3 separate regions of the Gossypium arboreum genome follow, and all the other regions are linked to region 2. A link is a contact called in public Hi-C data. All regions are on one chromosome and are shown on one strand. Each heading gives the region's core, a stretch centred on a gene start, on an enhancer-like site or on the middle of the called end of the contact. The rest is flanking DNA. Distances are from core to core; before and after follow the strand shown. Region 1 holds the start of LOC108466411 (protein IQ-domain 26-like). Region 2 holds the start of LOC108486133 (lysM domain receptor-like kinase 3). Region 3 holds the start of LOC108466410 (profilin-3-like).

The links. Hi-C and Micro-C count contacts between places; a contact is called where the count stands out from the background.
Region 1: a Hi-C map of leaf shows a contact between it and region 2, with 1.7 times the contacts expected there. The contact joins the promoter of LOC108466411 here to the promoter of LOC108486133 in region 2. A contact is called at or near these places in 2 of 5 Hi-C or Micro-C datasets (both in leaf).
Region 3: a Hi-C map of leaf shows a contact between it and region 2, with 3 times the contacts expected there. The contact joins the promoter of LOC108466410 here to the promoter of LOC108486133 in region 2. A contact is called at or near these places in 3 of 5 Hi-C or Micro-C datasets (all in leaf).

The regions. Positions count from the first base shown.
Region 1 is chr2:28,325,712-28,329,032 of ASM2569848v2, reverse strand. It overlaps LOC108466411 (protein IQ-domain 26-like), which reads right to left and starts at 2,048. Exons shown (of 3, transcript XM_053020901.1): 1 at 1,338-2,048; 2 at 979-1,185; 3 at 152-904. The coding sequence starts at 1,736. The coding sequence ends at 353.
Region 2 is chr2:28,046,518-28,050,095 of ASM2569848v2, reverse strand. It overlaps LOC108486133 (lysM domain receptor-like kinase 3), which reads left to right and starts at 1,704. Exons shown (of 11, transcript XM_017789976.2): 1 at 1,704-3,021. The coding sequence starts at 2,406.
Region 3 is chr2:28,447,034-28,450,213 of ASM2569848v2, reverse strand. LOC108466410 (profilin-3-like) reads left to right here and starts at 1,757. Exons shown (of 3, transcript XM_053020906.1): 1 at 1,757-1,939; 2 at 2,681-2,818. The coding sequence starts at 1,814.

The DNA.
Region 1 (3,321 bases), core at 799-3,298, 280 kb before region 2:
AAATTTAAATTAAATAAATAGCTGATATTAACTATCCAGGCAGGCACTTTGTCTTTTCTTTGAGAAGAGCTTTAAAATTTGTCTCATCTCATATGACCCCACTTGTCTCTGCACCCTTCTGAATGCCAAATATAGTACCATCAAACAAACTTGACACTAATTTATATTTTAATTATCAATTTTTTTTTTGTATTTTCTCCATTTTCCACTTAATTGAATTTTTGGTAATTCCTATAGTTTTTAAGATTTTTTAAAATTTTGAACTTTTTTATATAATTTCAAAGAATATACAGAAACAATAAGTTGTAATAACAAAGCAGGAATAAAAAACATATCTTTTTTTGTTTCCTATTCAAAATTGATGATGAATTTGGTAATATGATTTGTTCATTCTAACTCCACTTATGCTGTTTCTAGCAGCCATGATTTCATTGTGCGAAAGCCTCTTCTTTGCACCTCCTGATTCTGGTCTTTGCTTTGGGGCACTGTAAGATCGTAATTTCGCCTTAAACGATTGTGTGTTGGTCATATAGTTGGGGAAGTTGGAATATGGCTTAAAATATCCGTCCCCGCACACACTCTGAGTCGGTGTCGTAGGAGCATTGGACCGACCTGCATTGCCAAAACGAGGAGTATTGTGAGCGGTAGCAAACCTACATTCGTCACCGCCGCTGAAGCACCATTCGAAATCATTCAGATTTTGGTAATGGGGTAACGATGTTCTGGGCGGAACCAGACGTGGAAGGGGTGATGAGATTGTTTGATAAGGCAAGTCATCCCCGCATTCGGATAACGCGGTGTTGAACCGATGAGACCTTGATCTTGTCTTCAACGTGTCGATTTCAACTATTTTCGGGTTGTCATCATACGCATTGATTTCACTCCTCCATTCATCAAATCTTTCCTGAAAATGAAATGAATAACATCACCTAAATGACACATTAGAAAAACTTCAAGTGTTATGACAATGCTACTTACAATCGATTTCCGAGGCTGGTTTTCGGGATGGTAGCGATTCTCCTTATTGAAGGAGCGGCGCATCCGTTGAGATCGGACTGCGGATTGGGCTCGGATAAGAGCTTGCATACTGTGGAGAGTTGCGGCAGCCCTCTTCCTCACAAGATAACCTCTAACAAGAGCTTGCAACCTCACCAGTCCTTTCAATGCTCTAAGAGCTTTCCGTGACTGAAAAATATAAGCAAATTAGGTTTAACAAATGGACCCATTAGTCAAAATGTCATCAATTCTTTAATGTGGTAAGCAAGAAAGATTCAAATTCTAGTTCAACAAATATACCTAGTTCAAACCCCCCAAAAAAAAAAAAAAAGAACGCTTACCAAGTAACCTCTAAAGTCGGCTTGAATTTTAACAGCTGCCCACTTCTCCTTCCCTCCAGCCAAGAAAGAAGCTCTAGCATTGCTGGTCAGCCTGACGACTGCGACGGCAGCTTGTGCTGCTGCCATAGCTGCATCGGCTGCAGCTGCTGTAGCAGCAGCCACAGCAACGGCATGTTTGTTCTGCACTTTCTCGGTTTCGACAAAGTAGGACCTAAGCCAAGCGGCATCAGTGACGGCCGATGGGGTTTGAGAATTTGCGTCGACATCTTTCCCGGACTTGGCAAAACTCCACGTTTTCTTGTCATTCTTGTCGTATAAAACAGAATGCTGAATGGGGGTTTTTTCTTTTTCCTTTTTCATGCCTAAAACTGACTTGAGCCACCTTGTAGTCTTCCCCATTGCTTTCAAATACTAAGGAAAAGTAAAGAAGGAAAGTGTGAAAAGCTTTGGAACAGTAACAAAAAAGCATAAGCTTTAAAATAAATAGGGATAAAGGTTTGGATTTGGTTTTGAAAAGAAAATCTGACACAACCTCGTGAAGTTCTACCGTTATAAAGACAAAATTAAAAAAAGAAGAAGATATCAGTTCAGTGTCTTTATATTATTGCAATAACTATATGTGTTTCAAATAAAACCCAGTATGAAAAACAAAGTCATTCAGACAAATATGATTATAATAAAATAAAGATTAGGAAGAGGAAACTCACTCTCACCTTCTCAATTTCAAAAGTCTCAATATATAAAAACCACCTTCTCTCTCCAACTTTCTGGAGCATTGCGTATTTTTTTTTTTATAAAATTCAAAGCTGCGATACACTATTTTATACTATAATTATATTTGATTCCTACATCATTTCTTTTATGAATTATAAGAAGAGAGTAAAATTCTACCAGAAATACGACTAATGGGTTGACTATTAAGTTTTTCTTAAATCCAATCTGAGTTCTATAGATTTTATTGTTTTGTTGATTTTTTTAATATATAGTATAGCATTTCAAAACTTTTAACTAATTTATTTTTATATTATAAAAACTTAAAATAATTAAATATTAAAAATAAAAAGGGTTAAATTATAATTTGGGGTTGAACTAGATAACTTTTTCACATTGGGGTCTAAACATTTTTTTGTCCAAGTTAAATCCCGAATTTGGCAATTCTTTCACATTAGGGCTTGAACTTGGCAACTTTCCCCCTTATTAGGGCCTGAATTTTTTTTGTCCAAGTTAGACCCTGAACTTGATAATTGTTCTCACAGTGGGACCTAATTTTAGGGTTTTTAAGGATTAACTTGAATAAAAAAAATTCATGTTCCAATATGGAAACATTTGCCTAGTTCAGGGTCTAACTTAGACAAAAAAAAAGTTCAAGCATCAATGTGAGAAGAGTTGCTAAGTTCAAACCCTAAAATGTGATTTAACCATAAAACAAAAAAAAAGAGTTTCAATCATCATAGTCAATATCGTTCCCGTATCGATCGAAACATTCTGTTCTGATAGTAAATCAGAACAACAAACTTTAAATTCAGTTTCGGTGCAAATTTCGGTTGGTATCGATCATGCTAGTTGATTTCACCTGTACCGATTGGAATATGGTGTATTGGCCGGTACTAAAATACTTAATTTTGAAATATATTTTAAATTAAAATTTTATTATTTATTTGTACCAAAAATAATTTTAAATTTATTTATTTTAAATTTGTTGAATTATGAATTGTTATATGCATAGTATGAGATGATCTTATTGTTTAATTTATGAAATAGTTATTTTCTTGTTTATTTTGAGTTTGTTTAATGAAGGATTGCATTTGTAAAGCTTATTAAAGAATATTTTATATAATTGATGAGATTTTTTTGGTATCTTAAAATTTACATATGGTGAGATTTGAATTTATGCCACTAATATTTTTAAAATATTTTCCTTACCACTACGACCAAAAACTTTATTTTTATAATTGTTTTATATTTGAGATTTATTTAATCTTAT
Region 2 (3,578 bases), core at 455-2,954:
TCGCTTGTCCACGTGCGGGCCTACCAAGTCAAACCTTACTCCCCGATTATTCCACTCCCTTCAAAAAATCGAGTTGAAGCCAAAGGTCTTTTTAATTTCTTTTTAAAACTAATATCCCACTTCAATTATAAAATCTTTGTTAAGCAATTGGAGGGTAAAAGAAGTCAAACAAATTCAAAGGTTTTATCACCAAACTTTTTTAAAAAAAAAAATACAACCATTAATTGTAAGTAAATGTCGCTCGTTCGATCTCTTTCTATATATTCTTCTTTAGAAATATATTCAAATGTCCAATTTTAACCTTCTTTAAAAGATAATAAATAAATTTAATTACAGTCAATTTAGAAAATATTAATTTTGAAATTTAAATAATAGACAATATTTATTTTTAAACAATTAGAATTTAAGCACCTTATTATCTATAATATAGAATATAGATGATACCAACAATATATTATAATGGAAGGTTATATTAATCATTCGAAAGGATAGCAAATTAATGGTCAAATTGAGTCAAACCTTACAAGCGAAGGTGTTTGAAATGTGCAACGATTGACTTCGACAACGTGAAAGTGTGGATAAGTGAGGTAAGTAAGGCGATCAGTTTGGGAAATGATCGGCGATCAATCTTATAAAAATGGCGCCTAATTGCGGGGCCCAACCAACTATCTTTCTCAATTCCAGCTCTTCACAACTTGTGCCAATCCTTTTCCCAACACTCAATGCCCCGTGAATTTTATTTCCCAATTTACCCTTCCAATCCTTTTGAGTGTTTCTTGTGTGTGAGAGAGATTTATGTATTTTGTTATATCATATTTGTATCTTGTAAATAATAAAAAAGAAATGTAAGATAAAAGTTTTATAAAAGATTCGAAAATTTTAAGATTAGATTTTTAAAATATTTTTATAATGTTTTATTTAAAATGATGTTACATAAAATTTAATATATAATTTAATAGTTAAATTAACAATTTTAATAATAAAAGAATCTAATTAATATAACCGAGATGCTTTAAGAATTTTATTAGAATAATTTAAAATTTAGAAATTAATTTAGAATAAAAGTGGGTTTAAAAATATTTAGTGAAAGTACTACATTTTTAATACCATTTCTGAAGTATTCCGTAGACAATTGCAAAATGCACTTTGAATGAAAGAAATTCAGTTGATTTGACAATAAATTTAATAAATACTTTTTATTCTTTTTAGTTGAATCATAGAAATTTAAGTATTTTTTCGAAATTTTACTGCATTTTATATTATCCTCATTTTTAAAATATATAAATTTGATTTAGTTTATATTTTTATTTTTATTGACTTGGTATAGTAAGATAATTAAGCATTAATTCAGTTATTAGAATAAATTTTCATATGTAAATGAAATTATTATAAATTATTAAAATTTTAATCATAATAAATTTTAAACATAAAACACAAATATATTAAACAATTAACTTCATCAATATAATCAAGAATTAACACATATCATGAGTATTGTATTAATTTTCTATTCATATAAATATATGTATGTGTGCCGGAGCAAAGTCTGAAAATTTGAGAAAGATTCGATTTTAATAATATATTTTTACGATAATAAAAAATATAATTTTATTATTTTAATAATTTATAATTTTTTATAATTAAACTTAATTAAAATGGACAAACTTTGTTAGAAATAAAAAAAACGAAAATATTCAAGGAAAGGTGGGCAGGGCAGGGCAGTGCGGGGCAGCAAATAGCTATGAAAGTGGATGGGGATGGCTTCCTGTTTGTATGTATTTGAGACTCCCTTTCCCTTTTTACAGTGAAGGACTGAATTAAGGAGTTACCAACCGCAACAGAGGGAAAAAAAGAAAAAGAAAAATAAAAACAGTCGAACATGCTCTGTTTAGAGTCATCTCATTCCTTTCTACTTGTGTCCTTCAAACCTCCTTAAAATTTGAAGCTTAAATCCCCACCTTCCATTTTTGCTTAGCAAAAATCTCACTTTCATTTTCCCTCTAATCTTCCAATATATTTTCTTTGAGCTTCTTTTTTTACTACCATCTATCTAAATCTACCATTTTCTTTAACCTCTTCAAGGAAAAGAAATAGTAAAAGCCAGGATTTTCGTGAACTTAGCTCTAGTTTCTTCACTGACCCTTTGCTTCTCTTTGTCTGATTTTGTTTTAGATTCATACTTCTTGCTCATCATTTACAGCAAAAGCTAAACCTTGCTCAAACTTTTATCAAGTCTAATTTATGTTTGATCTAGTTTTCTCTCTATCTAGTCCTAAACTTTTTTGTGTTAACCCTTTTAGGCCGAGTTGTTTGATCAAACTCTATTTTTTATCTATTTTTTGCACTTAATTTTAGCTCAAAGTTTCAAACTTTTCTTTTTTTTTTTTTTGTTAGAAACAAGAAAAATGGATCCTAAGGTTTCACAATTTGGGATTCTTCTACCATTAATCTTTCTTCTTATTGTTCAAACCCTCAATGCCTTGGATTCTTCTTCTGCTACAATACCCATGAATTGTACGGACACATCAAGATTATGCACATCTTTTTTGGCTTTTAAGCCGCAGGGAAACCAAAGTCTAGCAGTGATCCAGAGCATGTTTGATGTGATACCACAAGACATTACAGTTGAAGGAGAGGACAGCCATGGCTACATATTCATAAAAAAGAACTGTTCTTGCTTGACATCCTCCAAGAATTATGCAACAAACACAACCTTTACAGTGAGATCAAATCAAGGGTATGTTTATGACATGATTTTAGAGGCTTATGATAGGCTTGCAATGGTTCCAAATGTTAGCAGGCCGGCAAGGATTGGAGCTGTGGTGTCTTTGAGGCTGTTTTGTGGGTGTTCAAGTAGTTTGTGGAACTACTTGATGAGTTATGTGATGAAAGATGGGGACAGTGTGCAATCTTTAGCTAGTAGATTTGGGGTTAGCATGGATAGTATTGAGCAAGTTAATGGGATTTCAAATCCTGATAATGTCACTGTTGGTGCTTTGTACTATATTCCCTTGAATTCAGGTTTGCCTCAAAAATCATTTAATTTTTTCTGTTTATTCTTTTCACCATTTTCTGTGTGTGGTTTCTTAGGAATTTGCATGAGGAATGCTATTTGTTTGGAGATATCCATATTGAGTTGCTTTTCAAGAGATGGGCATTTATGATTTTGATGATAATTGCATAGTTTCTGAGAACTCTTTAAGTTTTGCAAATACAGGAGTTAACAAAGTTGGTAAAATAAGATTTTTGCCCATAGTTTATAATTAGGTATACTAAGGACTTGGAACTGGAGCCTACTTGGTTTCTATCTGAAGTCATAATGTGAACTTTGAGGGAAGGTGGTAATGTCATGGATTTCGGATATGCAAACAATATCATATTAATGAAAGCAATAATGAGTTCATGCATATTCTTGTTTTATAGCTGTGATTAGAATTGACAAATGTCTTTGCTTTATGATCTATTTCCTTGAATTACAGGGCTATTAATTGGTGTTTTTTCATTATGCCTTGTGTGTTGTTTGCAACTGGCAATGCATACCGAGAATAGACATTTCTCTTGTTAATTTTGTTGGATTT
Region 3 (3,180 bases), core at 508-3,007, 400 kb before region 2:
TCATCTTGATAAAAAGTAATTTGAACTAGAAGTTCAAGAAGATGATTCACTTTATTACAATCTACTGTCAGATGTATTTACTAACTTGATGAACCAAGTGTTATATATCAACTAATGTTTTGATTTAAATTGAAGTCTTAGTAGGACAACTTGTTAGACTAATTGAAGGTAATGCAAGCCTAAAGCGTGGTAGTTCGATTGGTTCCAAAGATAAAAATTCTTGCAAAAGAAATAATAAATCTATATGGTCATATAGTGGAAGTGATGCTCTTGAAGAGACCTAAGGCATAACTAATTATTAAAACTTCAAAAGAGATTCATGTACCTGAAATTGAAGACGAAAACAATGAAAATGAAGAAATTTTGATAAATTATGTTAATACGAGAAAATATGGAACCCTAAAATAAATTAAAATTTTTCGAAAACGATTTTGTAGGCAATTGTATTGTTGAAATAATGAAAGAAAATGAAGGTCTTAAGTAAAATTGTTGAGAAATATAGACATGAAATAATTGTCCAAAATGGAAAGACGTAATTCAAGTAGAATTGGATTTGAGAAGTTTTTGAACTAATGGTCCAAACAGTAAAAGATATAATGCTAGTGGGGTATATATGAGTAAAGATATAATGCTAGTGGGGTATATATGAGTAAGTTTGCGAAAACGAAATAAGAAAAATAAAGTTTTTTGCTAAGTCCTAGCATTGGTTATGGGAAGATATAATATTATTTTATGGTGGATTTAATAAACATTTAGATATCTCATTAGTCTAGCAGTTCATGAAAGATTTAACACGCGTCTAATGGTTGTTGTTATGACTTTTATATGAATAATCATATATTGGAAGTTTATATTAAAAGTATTGAAGGATTTAAAATGCTAGAAGTATATAAAAATTCCTTGAAAATTGTTCAATATATTTGCGTAAATATTTATTGATTTGATTTGAACATGTGTTATTATATAAGGATCATGATTAAAGTTTGTTATAATTATGAGGGCCGGAGAGTAAATACGGGTAGTACTCTTTTTCCCTTAGTCAAAGTTTTGTCCCATTGAGTTTTTCTAGTAAGATGTTTAATGAAATAGTATGTTATGCGTATTATAAATATATGTATTTTTTCCTCTGCTAGGAATTTATTTTTCCCACAAGGTTCTTGTTTTAGTAATGTTTTAATGAGTCATGTTATGTACCAATGGAGGGTGTGCTAATAAATATTTTATTATTTAATGGATATCTATCATGATCAAGATAAATTTAATATACATTAGATCTCTAATGTTTACTAGAAATAGTCTTATTTTATTTCTTTTGTTCTTTGTTCTATTTATTTCATAACAATTATATTTATTTTTATTAATTTTGACATTTACCAATAATAATATACATTAAAATTTATTTTAGAATACAAAGAAATATTATAAATTTACATTACATGATATATAAATAATAAAAATTATCATAAATTTAATTAATAAATTTTATTACTTTATAAACAACTCCTGCGGGGTTTAAGTTGTAGTTAATATTATTTTATAAAAAAAATCTTAAGATGTAGTTTATGATTTGAGGATTAAAAATGATGGCCCATTAGAATGAGCTTCATTGGTCCTTTTGAACAAATCCCCGCAGATGAGATGGCAAGAATCAGGAGCAACCACGTCACTTCCTCCCTCTTTTATATCCTTTTTCTTTGGGTCCCACTTTTTCCATGTTCCTTTAAAACCACTAATCCCTCCTATTTATACTGCTTCCTTCCTCTTTCTATTCAAATTCGATCGACGCTAAAGAAATTTGATTCATCAAACAACAATGTCGTGGCAAACTTACGTTGATGATCACTTGATGTGTGAAATCGAGAACGGCCATCATTTATCCTCCGCTGCTATTCTCGGTCTCGATGGAAGTGTTTGGGCCCAGAGCTCCGCTTTTCCTACGGTACATTTTTCAATATTTTCTTCGTTTCCGATCTTTCATCTCCTTACTTAATTCATATCTATTTCTTTCTATGGTTGATTAATCCATTTATTTCTCATCTTAATACGTTGATTTCATAATGTGATTATCCGTTTTTAATTTGTAAATCATATGTATTTGCTTATGATTTATTAATACAATGTTGTATTTGATTGTTCTGAGATCTTTATTTTGTTTGATTTTATGTATAAAGAATTGATTTTTTTCTTGTTGCCTCCATATTAGCCTTAATTGACAGAATTAACATTATCTTTCACCTAATCGGTTTGATACGAGAAAAAAATTTTGAACATAATTTGTTTTTTTTATGAAATATAATTTGATAAGGTAGTCTTTTATGATTTCTTTAGTAGGAATTTAATTATATTTATTGAAACATAAACTGATTTTTAGAATTTCTATATATAGTTTTTGACTTTATATAAAATAATTATAAAATAAATTTTGAACCTTGTGAATTATTTGTTTTACTCAATAATTTATAATAAACTATATACTAATGAGATCATTAATTTTCTGAATTTGATCGTTAGCCTTGTCAAATTGGAAACGTGTGTACCAATTCAAAAATTGTTGGGGAGATAACAAGTTCTAGTAACAGAGGGTACAAGTATATTTTCTTGCAATCCTCACTTTTCTACTTAACTTGGGATTTTCTTTTCTTTCTTCCCCCTCCCCTTCTTTTTGGGTTTTTATTTGCAGTTTAAGCCTGAAGAGATTACTGCCATCATGAAAGATTTTGATGAACCTGGGTCCCTTGCACCAACTGGGCTGCACCTTGGTGGCGCCAAGTACATGGTCATCCAGGGAGAGCCTGGAGCTGTGGTTCGTGGGAAGAAGGTCAGTTATCGCTCTTTTTCTTAATATTGATTGTCATTGATTCTATTAATCTGATCTATATATTTCATGTGTATTAAGCTTATTTGGTTTAAAGTATTTATCGTATGTTGGGCACTAATAATCTCTACTAAGAGCCATATTTATGTTTGACTCGAGTAGCATGTAAAGTTTGAAGCTTGTATTTAGTTACGTTGTACACATTCTTCCTACAAGAGTCACAATATGGCCTTACCCTACCAAAATTCCAGCATTCGGAATTTATGTTGACCTAAGTTTTTATTTTGCTTAAATTACTTTTGTCCAGCACATTTGGATATGTGTATGAAAATATGACCTCCAAATTCATGAAAAACAAAATTAAA